Regions from separate parts of the Mus musculus genome. Here region 1 is linked to region 2. The links are chromatin contacts, called in public Hi-C maps. All regions are on one chromosome and are shown on one strand. Each heading gives the region's core, a stretch centred on a gene start, on an enhancer-like site or on the middle of the called end of the contact. The rest is flanking DNA. Distances are from core to core; before and after follow the strand shown. Region 1 has its middle 83 kb from the start of Gm38773. Region 2 overlaps Fam3c (family with sequence similarity 3, member C).

Region 1 (3,952 bases), core at 1,411-3,910, 130 kb before region 2:
ATCTTTTTGCATTTTGCATTTTCTTTGATTGTTGTGCCGATGTTCTCTATGGAATCTTCTGCACCTGAGATTCTCTCTTCCATCTCTTGTATTCTATTGCTGATGCTCGGATCTATGGTTTCAGATTTCTTCCCTAGGGTTTCTATCTCTAGCGTTGCCTCAATTTGGGTTTTCTTTATTGTGTCTACTTCCCTTTTATGTCTAGTATGGTTTTATTCATTTCCATCACCTGTTTATTTGTGTTTTCCTGTTTTTCTTTAAGGACTTGTAACTCTTTAGCAGTGTTCTCCTGTATTTCTTTAAGTGAGTTATTAATGTTCTTCTTGATGTCCTCTCATCATCATGAAATATGCTTTTAAATCCGAGTCTAGCTTTTCAGGTGTGTTGGGGTGCCCAGGACTGGGCAATGTGGTAGTGCTGCATTCTGATGATGGTGAGTGGTCTTGGTTTCTGTTAGTAAGAATCTTGTGTTTGTCTTTCACCATCTGGTAATCTCTGAAGTTAGTTGTTATAGTCGTCTCTGGTTAGAGCTTGTTCCTCTCATGATTCTGTTAGACTCTATCAGCAGACCTGGCAGACTAGCTCTCTCCTCTGAGTTTCAGTGGTCAGAGCACTCTCTGCAGGCAAGCTCTCCTCTTACAGGGAAGGTGCACAGATATCTGGCATTCAGACCTGCCTCCTGGCAGAAGATGAAGGCCCCGAAACAGGGCCTGTCCCAGATGCTGTTAGCTTCTGTAGTCCACACTCTCACCTGCGCAGACTAGTCTCAGAGGGATCCCAGAACCAAGATGGCGCCCCCAGGTGCTCTGGCAAAGCCCTCCTGGACACCTCTCCTCTGGCAGGGAAGTTGTCCAGATGTCTGGAGCCCGAATCAGGGTCTGCCTCAGATGCTGTCCTCTAGGGGATCTTGGGAGTGTCCGCTGACTCTGCGCCCCAGGTGCCCGGTGCTGGCACAGGAAGGGATTTGTGACCCTGGTCAGTCTGGCTTTTCTGCTTCCCTAATGTTGTCTCAGGTCCCACGAGATTGGATTGGAACAGAAGTTGTGTTCTACTCACCGATCGCGTGGAGAGTCCTCTAGGGGACCTTGGGGGTGTCCGCCAACTCTGTGCCCAAGGTGACCCAGTGCTGGCGCCGACCGGATGGGATTTGTGAGCGGGGAATTCCCTTCTACTAACCCTTTCTTGAAACCACAACCCACCTATTTCCTAGGCCATTGTTTATTCCTGTGTGTGGATGTGACTCGGCTATCATTCTAAGCAATTACTATGTAGACTAGCCCTGAGCTTTCTAGCTTTTATTCAAGTAAATTGTAATGCCTGATTATTTTCACTGTCTCTACTAGAGGTAAATTTGAATGTTACTGAATAGGTAACATTTTTAATGAATTCCAAGCTCAGGGTCAGCTTCAGGAACTTCCCAGACATTGGAACACTGGTGGAGGCTTAATCACTTAGCTATATGTCAAAATCAATCCTAAAAGGCACTTATAATAAAACAATACTGAAACAGAGCACACGGTCCATACATCAGACTAACTCGGGGACAGGTTTTGAGTATATGTGCTATTGGGATGCTAAGGTTCCAGGAGTTTAAGTTTCCGTGAAACTCTGCCTCAGGACTGCTTCCAGGTTTCTAGGCCTGTCACACGAGTCACTACTGGAGTGGATGTAGCTAGAGGACATGTGGTATGACCTGGTAATGGAAGACCCCCACATACGTGAACTGGCTGTGATTGGGTCTCTTCCCTCTAGTTATTGGTTACTTCTACAGTTGTATGTGTGACAAGCCATTATTCATAAATGAAAATATATTTGTGCATTTTTTGGAGCTTCAGATTTTTTTTTAATTTTTCTATTACGTATTTCCCCAATTACATTTCCAATGCTAGCCCAAAAGTCCCCCATGCCCTCCCTCCCTCCCCTATTTGTGCATTTTTTAAAAGACAATTGAACAGAATATATAAAAGGAATACACTGGTTGCATCTCTTTGCTTGTCTCTGTCCATTTCTTCTAGAGAGTCTACTCCAGCCACAGTCCTTGGAATGGGAGCAATGTGTAGCCGCTAACCTGGTCAGCTATTAACAACGTTGTCCATGCTCTTAAAAGTGTGCTCACTCTGTACTCAGAACATGTCCTTCACCTCTGCATCCTCCAGCATCCCTCCATCCTGGAAGCAGACTTGGTCAGAAAACCTACCTGAGGGGATGCTAGCTTATACATTGACTGGTTGGCCCCAATCAAGACATTTCCTTTTGAAAAAGCAAGTTGCATCACACAAGCCAGGGAGGAGGGCAGCGATAGTCCCTGTTTTGGAATGTCTGTGGGGGGTCATGACTATGTTTTCCATGTTCAGAATGAGTCAGAGGAAGAGGTATAAGAGAGTCTGGGGAAGTAGGGAGCCGCATGCAGAAATTGTAAAGCCTTGTGAGAGTTTGCCCTGATAGCTAAAGCTTCTCACTTCCCCTTTTCATATCAGAGCCAGCCAGCCAGATCTTGTCTCCCTGCCTACAGACTGGAAATATCTCAGGAGGGTTCTCTAAGACTTCCAGGAATCTCTTATCTCGCTTCTTTTACGGTGGCTACTTTGAAAGTACCCCTTTCCCTTACAAACCAAAACATACTGAAGCACCCAACATGTCACAGCTGTAAGACCACCACTTTGGAAACTGAGACAAGCTAGCTGAGAGCTTGAGTGTAGCTTTGGCTACAGTCTGAGTTCTAGGTTAACAGATGCTACAAAGTGAGACCCTATCTCAAAATCAAACCAAATGAATATCGCAACAAAACACAGTAAAAAAAAAAAAAAAAGAAGAAGAAGAAGAAAGCTGCTGGCTAAGCATGGGCCAAGGTATCCAGAAAAGTTCTATCCAATATGGTGTTTTTGCTTTCTGAGCTGTGTGGAGATACTGTGTTCTAGTCATCTTGTGTTCAGGGGACTCTGGTTGTTCTCCTTTTTCTGTACAGAAGTAGGAAGTGTGATTATAACCCTCAGCTGCCTTCTAACACCTTCCAAGAAATTACCCATGGTATGTTTTAGCTCCAAGATGGGAAGATTTCTCAATCATGATCCAAACTGTCTGTAACAAGTTTTAACACAAACTATAAATAACTGAAGCGGGCCATCTGCTTCCCATCTTTTTATATAATGAAAAAACGAGGGCAAATGCTGCTTGACACCATCTACTTGAAGTTGTCTGTTGCCCACTGAAGCCAGGGCAAACATTTTCTTCACTCTTACCCTGAACTCACCCGTGTGAGCACTGCTTTCCCACATGAGTATATGTGTTCTTCATGGGTAAATGGGATTCAGTGTAAGAACTGCTTTGATGAAATCATGTATCTTTGCTAATGGATGTTCGTGTCAGCCACGATTTTCTTTTCCTGTTATGATCCTCCATCTTTGTACCTACAGATGGGATACAATAATAGAAGTTCCTTTTCATGAACAATTTATCTTTTGAAGAGTTTCACTGTGTAGGAAATAGACATATATTTTCTTATGTTAACCGATTTATAATTTGCTGATTAGATTCCCAGACCCAACCATTGAATTTTATTATTTTATTATTATTATTACTATTACTATTATCCCTTCTCTTCTGCTATCCATCTTCTAATTCTTAATTCCTCTTCTTTGCTGGCAAGGAGTAAGGTCTTAAAAGTTCAGATGAAATGAGCTAAGGCAGGGGACAAGTAAAAGACAGCTATGGGGCTGGAGAGATGGCTCATCCATTAAAGGCTGGGCTTACAAACAAAAATATGAGACAGCTGTGTTTACATGGCATAGCTACATATCTGGAGGGCAGAATTGAGATGGCCAGAAAGAAAAGTGGGACAGCTATAGGAGAACCCTTAAAACAGGGTTTGAAGTGCATCTTATAGGAGACTGTGAGGTTGGCTCATGCAAGCCTAAGTTGGCCTTTTCTATGCCACAGAACCTGACATACTGTC
Region 2 (3,860 bases), core at 296-2,795:
GTTCCAGACCAGTGTGAGGGAACCGGTCCTGCCCTACTCAGTGCTGGGGCTGGAGAGATGGCTAGGAGCATTTGATGCTCTTGCTGCAGAGGAACAAGGTTCCGTTCCCAGCACCCACACAGTGACTCTGAACCGTCTGTAACTAGTTCAGGGAATCTGACGCCTTCTTCTGACTTCCACTGGCACCAGGAATACACATTCACATGTGTACATGCAGGCAGAAACACTGATGTGTAAAGTAAGATAGGGAAATCTTAAAAATGAAACCACCCCCATTAATGTGACCCTGAGCAAGTTCGTCCTTGAACAGTGCAAGTTTCACCCATCTGCTGAAGAGAGACAGTGAGGGCTTCTCCTCTGTTATAAATGCCCGTGACTGCTAGAAAATAAGGTACAAGCCTAGCATGCTCTATTCATAGCTAGACGGGAGGGGATGCTAGAAAACTCTCTGTACCTTCCTCCCAGTTTGGTTGTGAATCTAAAACTGCTCTAAAAGAACACGTGACCTAGCATGTGCTCACCTTCACCTAGCATCTGTCAACTCCACGCCCGCCTTACTTGGCAAAAACTGTGTGTGCCGCCTGCCGTAGTCATTCGTCTGCCGTAGTCATTCGTCTGCCGTAGTCATTCGTCTGCCGTAGTCATTCGTCTGTTGAGCATATATGTGTTGAGAGCATGCTTTTGATGAGAAGGCAGGCCAAACCAAATGGAGTTTTGCTTGCTCATATATGAAACTATAGGCAGCTAGTAGGTGCTCTAAAAGGCAGGAAGCAGACTTTGGAGGGAGAATTGAGGTGGAGGAGAGAAGGATTAAGCAGGTGGTGAACCTACTCAGTGCCTCGTTATTCCTGAATTCATAGATTTTTTTTAAGGCCTTGGGTTTTTTTTTTTCTAATTTATTTATTTATTTATTTATTTATTTATTTATTTATTTAGAGCAGTTTTAGATTCACAACCAAATTAGGAGGCAGGTACTGAGATTTTTTTTCTAGTATCGCCTCACGTAGCTATGAATAGAGCATCTCTAAATAGTCCTGAGGAGGCTCTGGATGGGTGGCCTTTCCAAACGTCTTCGGTTCCTTCCTGCTCCTCCCCTCCTAGAATACAGACCATTCTTTTGGGTAGTCTTAGGGGATTTCTTCATCTCTGGGATTTTTTTTTTTCTCTTTAAGGTTAGATAACTGCAGACTTCATCTACCTCTTTCGCATCAATAGAGGTTAAACCTGAAAGATCAATATGAGCAACCGATTGGGATTGGTTAAGACACGAATAAATTGAAACTGTTTCTGAATAAACAGGCCCTGTCTCTGAAGTCCAGAGGTTGAGAGGGAAGCCCCACCCTTTTTACTTTGCACTTTGTGATTTGCTCCATCGTGGTTCCTAGGAGTAAGAGATGATTCATAGTAAGCAGACGTGGCAGGGGTGGTTATTATAAGGTAGTCTGACGCCCTAAAGATACAAAGTCAAAAGCTAGGAGCAGGCGCTCCTAGAGCTTATCACACAGCCAATGACTGTGATATCCAAGCCTGTCCTCCAGGCCACAAGTCCTGTGTTGACCTAAGTATTAAGCAAGAGGGGGAAGGTAGTGTTTGCGGTTTCTCGTGGGGTTAGGTAGCTCTCTGGTTGGTGATAGGACAGTAAGCTTGCTACATGTCACGTCCAACTCTTTACTTCCTGTGTGTCCTGGCCGTGGTATCTCCAGAAAGGTTTTGTATCATCCCTGGAGAGCATTGCTCTTTAGGGATTGGAAGGGATTAGTAGTCCTGTAGACTTGGCAGTGTTCTATTCACCAGGACTCCTGTAGTAAGCCAGCTGCTGCTGATGGTAGATAACTCCCTATCCCCCACGCCCCTCGCGCACCGCCCCAAATCCCCCTAGACAGGCGTCTCAGGTCTTCCATCTGGGAGTTGATTGGGAAAAAATCCCTTGACTTGGTGGGTATCAGTAGAGTCGTTGTAACCCCAGTATCATTAAGATCTAGGGGATGACAATATAGAAGTGTATTCGCCTTCATGCTTTTGCCAGAATGGAGTATCTGTGTAGCAGAAGTGATGTTCGTTGGCTTATAAAACCATGCTGAGTTGCTTCTGCCTTTTTTCCAGGAGCTGCAAAGTTGGTAGTGGCCGTGGCAGTATTCTTACTGACCTTCTATGTTATTTCTCAAGTATTTGAAATTAAAATGGATGCAAGTTTAGGAAATCTATTTGGTAAGTTTCACACCCTTCAGTACTTTATTCCTTTTATTGTTTGCTATTTTATTTTAGTACAGACTTTATGCTTTTTGTAAAAATAAAAGTTCTTTGACAATTTCATACATGTGTAAAATGTTTGGATTGTGAATGCCCGCATTGCGTTGTTATTCCCTTCCTACGCCTGGTCCCCATCCAGTCCACACCCTCCTAGTTTCATGTCCTAGTTTTTTGCAGCCTCTTCTGTTTAGCGTTGCTCATGCGAGCATGACTTTGGCTTGTTTACTGGAGCACGGGCACCTAGCCCATGGCTACACCACTGAAGACAATGGTTCTCCCTCCTACGATAGCAGTGATGATGTTCCAGTGACTTCTCAGGGACGAGTAGGGTAGTATCTCACAGTTTCCGCCCCACCCGTGACTGAATGTTGTATGTCTGGTCTTCTGTAGGCAAACACGGCTGATGTGATTTCCTGAGTGCTGCAGCCATGCTATGTCTCGGACACAGCACTTTTCAGCTTCCCACCCCTTTAAATTCTCTCTGCCTTCTCTTCTCCAAGGTTGCCTGAGCTTTCAGGGAGGACGGTACAGGTGTCCTGTATAGGGTTGGGTCTCAACAGTCATAATCTTGTAGCATGTTGACTAGTTATGAGTTTCTTAAGTTAGCTGTCACCTACTGTAGAACAACTTCATTCTTTAAAAACAATTTATTTTATTATTTTATGTGTGTGGGCAAGTTTTTTTTTTTTTTTGGCCTGCATGCATGTCTGTGCACCATATACATGCCTGGTGCCATAAGAGGCCAGAAGACGGCATCAAATCCCCTAGAACTTGAGTTAGAGGCAGTTGTGAGCTGATGTGTGGGTGCTGGGAATAGAACTTGGGTAATCTGGAATTGCAGTTAGTTCTTTTAAGTGCTGACCTACCTTCCAGCCCCAGAATCTTATTTTTTAAATTACTTAACTAACTAACTACTTTATATCTTGATCAACTTTCTCTTCTCTCAGTTCTTTCCCTCCCTCCCCCATCCACTCCTCCACTTTTTCTTTTCAAAAAAGAAGGGGAGACCTTCCACAGACATCAAACAGCCTTTGCAGATCAAGTCTCAGTGAGACCAGGAGCAACTTCTTCTATTGAGGCTAGATGAGGCAGCCCAATACGGGGAAAGGGTCCCAAAGGCAGGGTACAGCCCCTGCTTCAGCTGTCAGGGGTCCCAGATGAAGACTAAGTTACCCAACAATTACATAGGTGTAGAGGGCCTAGGTCAGTCCTGTGCATGCTCGTTGGTTGGCTGTTCAGTCCCTGTGAGCCTCTACAAGCTGAGGTTAATTGATTCTGTAAGTTTTCATGTGGCATCTGATCCCTCTGGCTCCTCCATGCCTTCCTCCCCCTCTTCTGCAGGATTCCTAAGCTCTACCTAATGTTTGGCAGTGGCTCTGCATCTGTTTCTATCAGCTGCTAGGAGAAGCCTCTCTGCTGATGGTTCTGCTGGGCTCCTGTCTGAAAGTCTAGCAGAGTATCATTAGCAGTGTCGGGGTGTGCTTTCTCTCAAGGCTCAAGGCTCAAGGCTCAAGGTGGACTAGTCATTGGTTGGCCATTCGGTCAATTTCAGCTCCGTCTTTACCCCAGCATATCTTGTAGGCAGGACAAATTGTAGGGGTAGAAGGCTT

What was found. Hi-C and Micro-C count contacts between places; a contact is called where the count stands out from the background.
Region 1: a contact with region 2 is called in a Hi-C map of the G1E-ER4 cell line, with 2.3 times the contacts expected there. The contact joins two enhancer-like sites. A contact is called at or near these places in 1 of 15 datasets of contacts at CTCF or cohesin (the G1E-ER4 cell line), 28 of 484 Hi-C or Micro-C datasets (8-cell embryo, the C2C12 cell line, ECoMG-derived neutrophils and 18 more), 9 of 115 datasets of contacts at active chromatin or transcription factors (the 230-238 cell line, embryonic basal ganglia, embryonic stem cells and 4 more) and 4 of 9 other capture datasets (adipose tissue, embryonic stem cells, liver and 1 more).

The regions. Positions count from the first base shown.
Region 1 is chr6:22,473,274-22,477,225 of GRCm38.p6, reverse strand. No RefSeq gene overlaps it. Among named protein-coding and RNA genes, the nearest start is that of Gm38773, 83 kb to the right of the region's middle. Within about 2 kb of position 2,660, at least 54 of the 459 cell types and tissues checked have an H3K27ac peak or open chromatin away from gene starts, as enhancers often do. A contact at or near this core is called in the G1E-ER4 cell line, where this site is marked.
Region 2 is chr6:22,337,621-22,341,480 of GRCm38.p6, reverse strand. It overlaps Fam3c (family with sequence similarity 3, member C), which reads left to right. Exons shown (of 10, transcript NM_138587.4): 3 at 2,104-2,208. Among named protein-coding and RNA genes, the nearest start is that of Fam3c, 17 kb to the left of the region's middle. Within about 2 kb of position 1,545, at least 34 of the 459 cell types and tissues checked have an H3K27ac peak or open chromatin away from gene starts, as enhancers often do. A contact at or near this core is called in the G1E-ER4 cell line, where this site is marked.